Regions from separate parts of the Mus musculus genome. Here region 1 is linked to region 2. A link is a contact called in public Hi-C data. All regions are on one chromosome and are shown on one strand. The core of a region is the stretch at or near the end of the contact, and the rest is flanking DNA. Distances in the headings are between cores, read along the strand shown. Region 1 holds the start of Emp1 (epithelial membrane protein 1). Region 2 has its middle 6.7 kb from the start of Gm36640.

Region 1 (3,945 bases), core at 1,182-3,681, 91 kb before region 2:
AGAAATGGGCTTGGCTTTCCTGCTCTTTGGTCCCAAAGCTGTCTAGAACCAGGCAAGAGGCCCTGTATTCCCAACAGCTTCCACAGACTCTTTCCTCCGGGCTGGAGACCGGCCTAATCTTGTTTCCAGAGGAAAGCAAAGACTGCTGAGAAAGCCAGCCAACCTTTCTCAAGGTCTGGGGACAGACATCTGTCCTCTGGCAAAGGGCTGCCCTTACTACTGGCCCGTAGCCACAGTCTCAGGACATGATCGTCTCCAGCTGGACCTTGCTGATCTTCTGCCAACTCCCAGGACAGTTTAGAACCCTGGAACAATGTAAAATCTGGGGGCTCTCTGGCAAGGATGCCAAACCGGATGTCCAGCAGCCCTGGACAGTGTTCTGCCTCCACCCCATTCTGCAGTCTCTGGATGAAACTGGAGCGGCCTAAGGATGGGAGGCTATGATTTGGGAGGGGGTGGTAATGGCCTCTTTTTCCAGGACAACCAAAGACTTAGAGCTGAAGACGCCCAGAAAGGTTCACACACAGCCCAGGGGCTCTCCCACTACTTGGAGGCAAAAAGTCAGAGCATCATTTTTTTTAAAATTGTCTTCCAACTCCATAGGGAATGGGGGCAGGGAGGGGGTAGCACACAAAGCATTATATTCTCATTTATCAAGGGACAGTGGAGTTTGAGACAGCTCCATGGCTCATGGAGTTGGTGGCAGTTTACCCCTCCCTCTAGTGTTCCCTTTTTGCTGACTTGTTTAAGGTTGCCTAGTTTCAACCAGATCAGAATGACACACAATCACACATGTGATCTTCACAGGAAACTGTGGCTGTGGACCTAACGAAGACGGCTTCCCCAGTTCACAGTCATGCAATCTGGAAGTGATAAACATTGGAAGCAAACTCAGTCTTGAGAAATGGGTCCCAGGGCTTACTCATCACCCCCTCCTTGGGGAAAGGCTTTGCAGAGATTTCTGAAGGATCAATGGATACACACCCACCAATTACTTTTAAATTTTCTCTTCCAACCAGCGAGCTGCATTTCTAAAGAGAAAGGCGCCTCGCTCTTCATCAGGCAAGCTGAATCCTGTCACTCTCCTCTGGCTTGTTTACGAGAGGAGAAAAAAAAAACCCACATCTGTGTTGAAATGAACCACACCTCCACAGACATTCGACCAAAATGCTAAGCTAATAAAAACAAAAGCAAACACAGCCGAGTGCCTTTGTTCTTTTTGCACTTAGCACGTGGGTTTGTAGTTATATAATATTTTACACAAAAGAAATAAGGTAAATATTCCCATATGACCACTGCCACACTAGAAAATTCCATGTCCACTTAGAAAAAAAAATCCTTTAATAGATTCTGAAAGATCTTTTTTTTTTTCCTAAGTTGGCTCCAGAATGCAGAAGCCTGGGTGGAAGCACAGAGCCATTCAGCAACCTTACAGGAATCCCCGAAGGCCCCCAGCCCCACCCTCTCCCCTCTGCCTCCTTCCTCCACCTCCACATCTGGCTAAGGATTCTGGAACCCACACATTCCACCAAATCAACCCCTCCCAAGGTTTATTTGAAACACCCTTTGCCTCTGTTTCCCTAACGGTTTTTCTTTAAACAAACCAATCCCCTCTTCCCTTCCTGTGAGAAGGGGGTGGAGGAAAACAAGAGAAAGAACGAAATACTTAAACAGACATCAACAGACAAGAGGGGGACAGACAGTAAATGCAATCGCAAAAATTAACTGAAACTCAGATATTTATCCACCGTCACCTAAAAGCGTAAAAGAGAAACAACAATAACCAACCCACAAAGCAGAACAAACTTTCTCCCCAGAGACTGCCTTTAACCTGCCTTCGCAGAGAGAAAAGAAAAGCCGGAGCGTTTTGGTAACATAGCATCCTTCTAGATTTCAGCTCAAAGTAATCTGAATGAAAACAGAAGATTTGGAAACATCTTCCAACCCTGCTAATTCATTTCGAAGGCACATAGAGTTCCTTCCATAAAGAATATTGCACTCAAGTTTGTTCCAAAGTCCCTTCTCGTTCCGTCCGTCTCCTCGGAGCAAGGATCCACATACCAGCAAGAGAATGTGGCCCCCACTGATATCCCAGATTCCTCCACTACTACGTTAAGCTAGAAGTCTCAAGGACTCCGTTCTTTGTGAGCCATAGAGGGATAGCAGAGGCAAGAAGAGAGGGGAGGGCTTCAAGGAGCCTAAGAGAGGAAAGAAAGGAGCGGGCTCTGCAGAGTTTCTCCAGTGTGGGGACAATCTTACCTGGAGTATCCAGTGAGAGAGGCAGATGCCCTGGGTGGTAGAGCAGGCTGCTGGTCTGGTCCTCTCTTCAGGAGATTTGCAACCACAGTGAGGGGAGGGACCTGACTCCCGAGGTTATAAGTTTCCTGGGCTGATGTGCTGGGGTGTGTGATGGGCGGTTTCTTTTCCCCGTGTTTTAAAGGAGTTTCTATGAATCAGTCTGGATTTAAAAAAAAAAAAACTTGGTGAGCTACGCCCTGCTAAGTTGGCAGCCGGTCAGATGTGGCTGGGAGTGAGCCATCAATTCAAAGAACCCTGTTGTAGCTCCCTCTGACTCAGACACACAGACCACAGTGGAAAAAGGAGTGACATTGCTTCAAATGAGTAAGAGGAGTCACACAAATAGATCTGTTTACCGAAGCCCAGTTCTACTACCCAGAAGGAGCCTCGGTTGTCAAGGACGTAGGGCAAAACACAGGTTAGGGTCAGGAGGAGGGGAGAGCTGGTAGATGCAGTTCCACGTTAATTAAAGTCCCGGCTAATCATCAAACAGGATTCCCCCGTTCTTCCTCCCCCACTGCACATAGCAGCAGCTGCTCATCACCAGGAATTATCAGACTCATTTCTCGTTGGCTTCCCTGCCTGACCCTTGTGCCCCTGACCTGTAGGCGGCAGTGGGATGAGACCCATGGAGTAGAAAGGCACCCAGCAAGCTCCAAATGTTGAGGCACTGATTGACAGCACATAATCCTGGGCCTTTAGTTAAACTCTCACCCCTATGGATTGTAGGCATTGCAGGAGGAAGTCTTCGAATTAAGGACTTTGCACTCTGATCTTCATGTGATAATCATTGGACCTTGCTCCACAGTTGGCTTTTGTGAAGACAGCCAGGGACCCAATCACAGCTTCTTCCCTGAACCACTCACTCCCCACTTAGTCTCAGAGTTGGGGGGGGGGTGCTACAGAGTTGTCCAATCCCGCAGCCCTGGTCACCTCCCTAAAGAGGTTCAGGTCCTCACTGCCTACATTTAACCCCAGCTCTCCTTAGCTGCAATGTGACTTTGGGCAAGCGCCCTCTCTTTCTGCCTTCTTGTATATAATGGGGATGGTAGGCACCTAGCTCACACAGATGGCAAGAATTACATGTATCAAACAGGTTTGGTGGGTCGTGCCTGCGATCTCAACATTTGAAAAGCTGAGGCAGGAGGATTGCTCTTAGTCCAGGGTCATCTTGGGCTACATGGTGAGTTCCAAGTCAGCGTGGGCTACTGAGTGAGACACTATTGAGAGAGAGAGAGAGAGAGAGAGAGAGAGAGAGAGAGAGAGAGAGAGAGAGAGTTGGTAGGTAGTTGAAGGGATAGCATAAGTTCAAGGAGAACTAGAAGCTATCCTGGGGTACATAAGTGATAGATGGATAGATAATAGAGATAGATAGATAGATAGGTAGATAGATAGATAGATAGATAGATAGATAGATAGATTATAGATTGATGATAGATGATAATAGATGATTGATAGATGATAGATAATAGATAGATACAATAGATTATAGGTAGATGATAGAGAGATAGATGATAGATAAATGATAGATAGATAGATAGATAGATAGATAGATAGAGAGAGAGAGAGAGAGAGAGAGAGAGATAGATAGATAGATAGATAGATAGATAGATAGATAGATAGATAGATAGATAGTAATGACTAACA
Region 2 (3,741 bases), core at 1,146-3,645:
GTGTATCAGCAACCCACAAGGTCAGTATAATCACCACAGTGTTCTGGATGAGCAACCCTGAAGTATGGAACCTAAGTTCCATGGTCACACCTTACCATGAGCTGCAGAACCAGGATTCAAACCCAGGTCCTGGACTCTCTCCAGCCATCAAGACTCCCATGAAGTCCTTGGGCTAACCTGAGTTTTCTTGGCGTCCTCAATAAGTCATGCAAAGTTTATTCATCCCACCCTTCTCCTTACAGAATGGGCAGGGAGATCAGTTTATCAGACTGGTTTCTGGATTTTGGGAGTGCCCACATTTCACTGTAGTACTTTGTTTATATTGCTTCCCTTGACCTTCCAGCCATCACCTCTCTCCCTCACTGTGATGAGCTGGAGTAACCCAAGTGGACAATAACTGCTACTGACCGAATGAATGCTGGTACCCGATCCAAATTTATATATTGAAACCCTTACCCACAATATGACGGTGTTAGAAAGGAGAGTGCCCACATCAATGCTAATGTCTACACACAGGAACCCACATCGTGTCCATACTACTATTTACTGAGGACAGAGGAAGAAGGCGAACATCTATGAAAAGAAAACAAGTTCTCAGTACCCTGTCCCCAGAACTACAGGAAGGAAAACTTCTGTCCACAACTTCCTGTGATAGCTGTCCAACCAGACTGGGACAATGACCCAGCGAGAAGCACAATGTATGAGGGAATGAGTATGTGTGAGCATGTGTGATGGGAAAGGAAGTCTGGAGTTCACCTGGCCCTGTGGAGAAGTCACAGGACAGCAGAAGGAGGGGTGGGATAAAGGTCATGGTGGGCAAGTGAGCACCACGGGATTGCTGCATGTGTGACAAGTGGCCAGGTACAGTGGTACACCTGGAACTGGAGACACAAGAGTCCAGCCGCCATGCTGGTCACCAGTGAGATGAAAATTGGCAGCTGATTTATTGGAACTGTAGGAAGGGGCCAAAGACCAAGGCAGGCCCTTCATCCTGAGAGTGTGACAAAGGATGTCACAGTAGAAACCAAGATTAGAGCTTGTCCCCGTAGAGAGGGGACAGAGCATTAACGTCAGTGTGGGGATGCCCAGGTGAGCCAGGTCATCAACAACAACAACAACAACTCTTGGGTCCCAGAACTGTAACAGATTTGAGTCTGGGAGCCTGGGATAAAGGGCCACAATTAAAGATTGCTAACAATCTGATCCACGTTGGTTCTAATCAAAGTCCAGCTGCTTCTGAGATGGGAACCGTAGAGATGTTTCGGGGAGATGTGTCTCTGTGAGTCTCTCGTGGTTTTTAACATGGTTCGGGGACTCTTTCTGCAGACATCTGACTGGTGAACAACCTTGGAAGAGAAAGCCAATGCTTTCCTTTGGAATGTGAGTCAAGCTTGCCTTCTGCCCACTATGAAAGGGTTGGGCTCCCTCGGGCAAAGGTTTCTTTTCTCTGCTCAAACCCATTTCCTGTGCAGGTGTTAACTGATGTACTGTACGATTTACACACACATACAAAATTTACTTCTTCCTCCCACATCTTTCTCAGAGGGATTGTCATGCTCACTACAAATACCAATGCACTTATATTGTTATAAATAATTATTATTATTAATACAAGCTTTCTAGCTCCTCAAAGTCAAGGCCCTCATCTCTGTCTCTTTGTCTCTGTCTCTGTCTCTCTCTCTCTCTGTCTTTCTCTCCCTCTGTGTGTGTCTGTGTGTGTGAGTGTGTGTGTGTGTGTGTGTGTGTGTGTGCATGTGTGTGTGTACACTGATTATTGTGAATGTTAGTGGGGTATACATATCCCACAGTGAATATGTAGAGATCAAGAGAACCTGAGGTGTCTATCTCTGCCTTCTACCTTATTGGAGACAATGCTCTTTTTGTTGTTTTCCCATGGTCTACAGTTGTCCAATCAGTTTCTAAGAATTCTCCTGTCTCTGCCTCCCAGCTCTCCACAGGGCTGCCGGAATTACACACGTGGGCTACTATGTCTGGTTTCTTGTGGGTTCTGAAGATTCAGACACGGGTTATTAGGTTATTATTCTTGCATGGCAAGCACTTTTGAACCATCTCTTAATCTATAGGAAAACATTTTCAAATATTCTGGGAAGAGACCAGGCACATAATTTATATACATCGACACCATTTAATAATCCTTCCTTCTTGGGTGTTATCTTTAGCTCTATGATCTGATTGTTCGTGTGTGTGTGTGTGAGGACAAGGGTCACCTCCCCCACCTCTTCTGGATCAGGTATCTATACTTAGCTCCTGAGCAGACCACAAAAGATCCCACAAATCTTTGTTAGTTGACTGTGTCTGGTGAATTGTATCTCGCTTGTCATTGTTCTGCATAACTATTACCGGGGAGGCTTCACGAAAAGTCAGTAGGGAAGAATGTGGCTTGCTTCAAATCAGTTTTACCGCTGCTTTGAAGAGGGCAGGCTAGAGAGAGGGCGGGCTGGTAAGAGCTGCCTGCAGAAAGGCAAGCCCACTGAATTTATCGGAGGCTGCCTGAGCAGTAAATGTGCTCATAGGACAACTGCCTTGAGTGTATTATGAAACACAAACTTAAGTATTAATATATGCAAAATGAACTGCAGACATTCATGTTATTTCTTCCCTCCAGTTCATCATGAGGAGCAGGCCATCTGGCCTCCCACAGGAACAGTTAGGTCAAGGCCCAGAAGCCACATCATCTCCCTGTTTTCGGGATCTCTGAGCCACAAAACATGTTATCTATTTCAAAAAGATGTTAATGGAGTCATAAGACCTAAGCTATTACAGTCAACAAGCAATACATCTAACGAGCAAAAACAAAGTCATGGGAGCCCAAATAAGGCTGGTGTTACAAATGGATGTTGTATTATTTAGGAAGCTATTTATTTCCTCTAAGATAATTGTTGTGTGGGATGAAGGGCAGTGCCTTGGCCTGAGCTTGTAGTCAGGCTACGATCCTCAGACTCGGGGTAAACTAAGGATGAAAAACTCTCTGTCAGATGATGGCAAAGGTCAGGGTGTCAGCTGCTGAGGCGTCAGTTCTGAGCCATGTTCTGCTGTCACTGCGGAGGTGATATTTCTTCCACAAGGCAAAATATGAGTCTTTTTTTTTCAAACCTGTAAATAAATGTTTACACCACAGAAGTGGCCCACGTGGAAGTACGTCAGTGTTAGACTCGAATGTGTCAGAGGAGGATCACAGAACCACCCTGCCCTCTGACCTCCCAGGTAACATCAAAACTGGTGAGACAAAATGAGGTGATTTCACACGTGTACCTGTTCCTGAAAGCAGCCGCCAAATGTTAACTATCTCCTCTCTTCCCAGCTCAACCATAAATGAAGGGTCAGAGCAGAGCCAGGTGTAAGCTGTAGAGAGCGGAGGTCCGTCATTGCAGGCAGCAGACACACGGGACACTCACTGGAAGATGGGGACTAATTGCTTTTAAAACACTCGTCCTGTGAAGAGTTCTGCCTTCGTTAGCAGGTCCTGGTCTTTCCAGCGGGTTCCTCTCGTCTCCAGGCAGATGGCACACAAGGTGGTCAGGAAACGAGATTCTTCTCTCCCTCTCAGTAGCCCATGGGGGATTTAAAAGCCATTGCATGCTGGGGCATGTGACTTCCACTATTGCTAGCTATGTGTGTGGCCACCTCCAAAGGACCGACTATATGGTCACTCCAGTATGGTTGGCCAGGTCCACCAGCCCACCCAGAACTGGAACCAGAGGCAATATTTCAAACATCCTT

What was found. Hi-C and Micro-C count contacts between places; a contact is called where the count stands out from the background.
Region 1: a contact with region 2 is called in a Hi-C map of uterus, with 1.4 times the contacts expected there. The contact joins the promoter of Emp1 here to the enhancer-like site in region 2. A contact is called at or near these places in 2 of 39 promoter capture datasets (the HPC-7 cell line and macrophages), 7 of 15 datasets of contacts at CTCF or cohesin (CD8 T cells, the NIH/3T3 cell line, embryonic stem cells and 2 more), 18 of 484 Hi-C or Micro-C datasets (the HL-1 cell line, adipose-derived mesenchymal stem cells, bone marrow-derived macrophages and 10 more), 24 of 115 datasets of contacts at active chromatin or transcription factors (the 230-238 cell line, CD8 T cells, DN3 thymocytes and 16 more) and 3 of 9 other capture datasets (adipose tissue, liver and pancreatic islet).

Annotation. Positions count from the first base shown.
Region 1 is chr6:135,361,417-135,365,361 of GRCm38.p6, reverse strand. Emp1 (epithelial membrane protein 1) reads right to left here and starts at 2,431. Exons shown (of 5, transcript NM_010128.4): 1 at 2,260-2,431.
Region 2 is chr6:135,270,950-135,274,690 of GRCm38.p6, reverse strand. No RefSeq gene overlaps it. Among named protein-coding and RNA genes, the nearest start is that of Gm36640, 6.7 kb to the left of the region's middle. Within about 2 kb of position 2,395, at least 13 of the 459 cell types and tissues checked have an H3K27ac peak or open chromatin away from gene starts, as enhancers often do. A contact at or near this core is called in uterus, where this site is marked.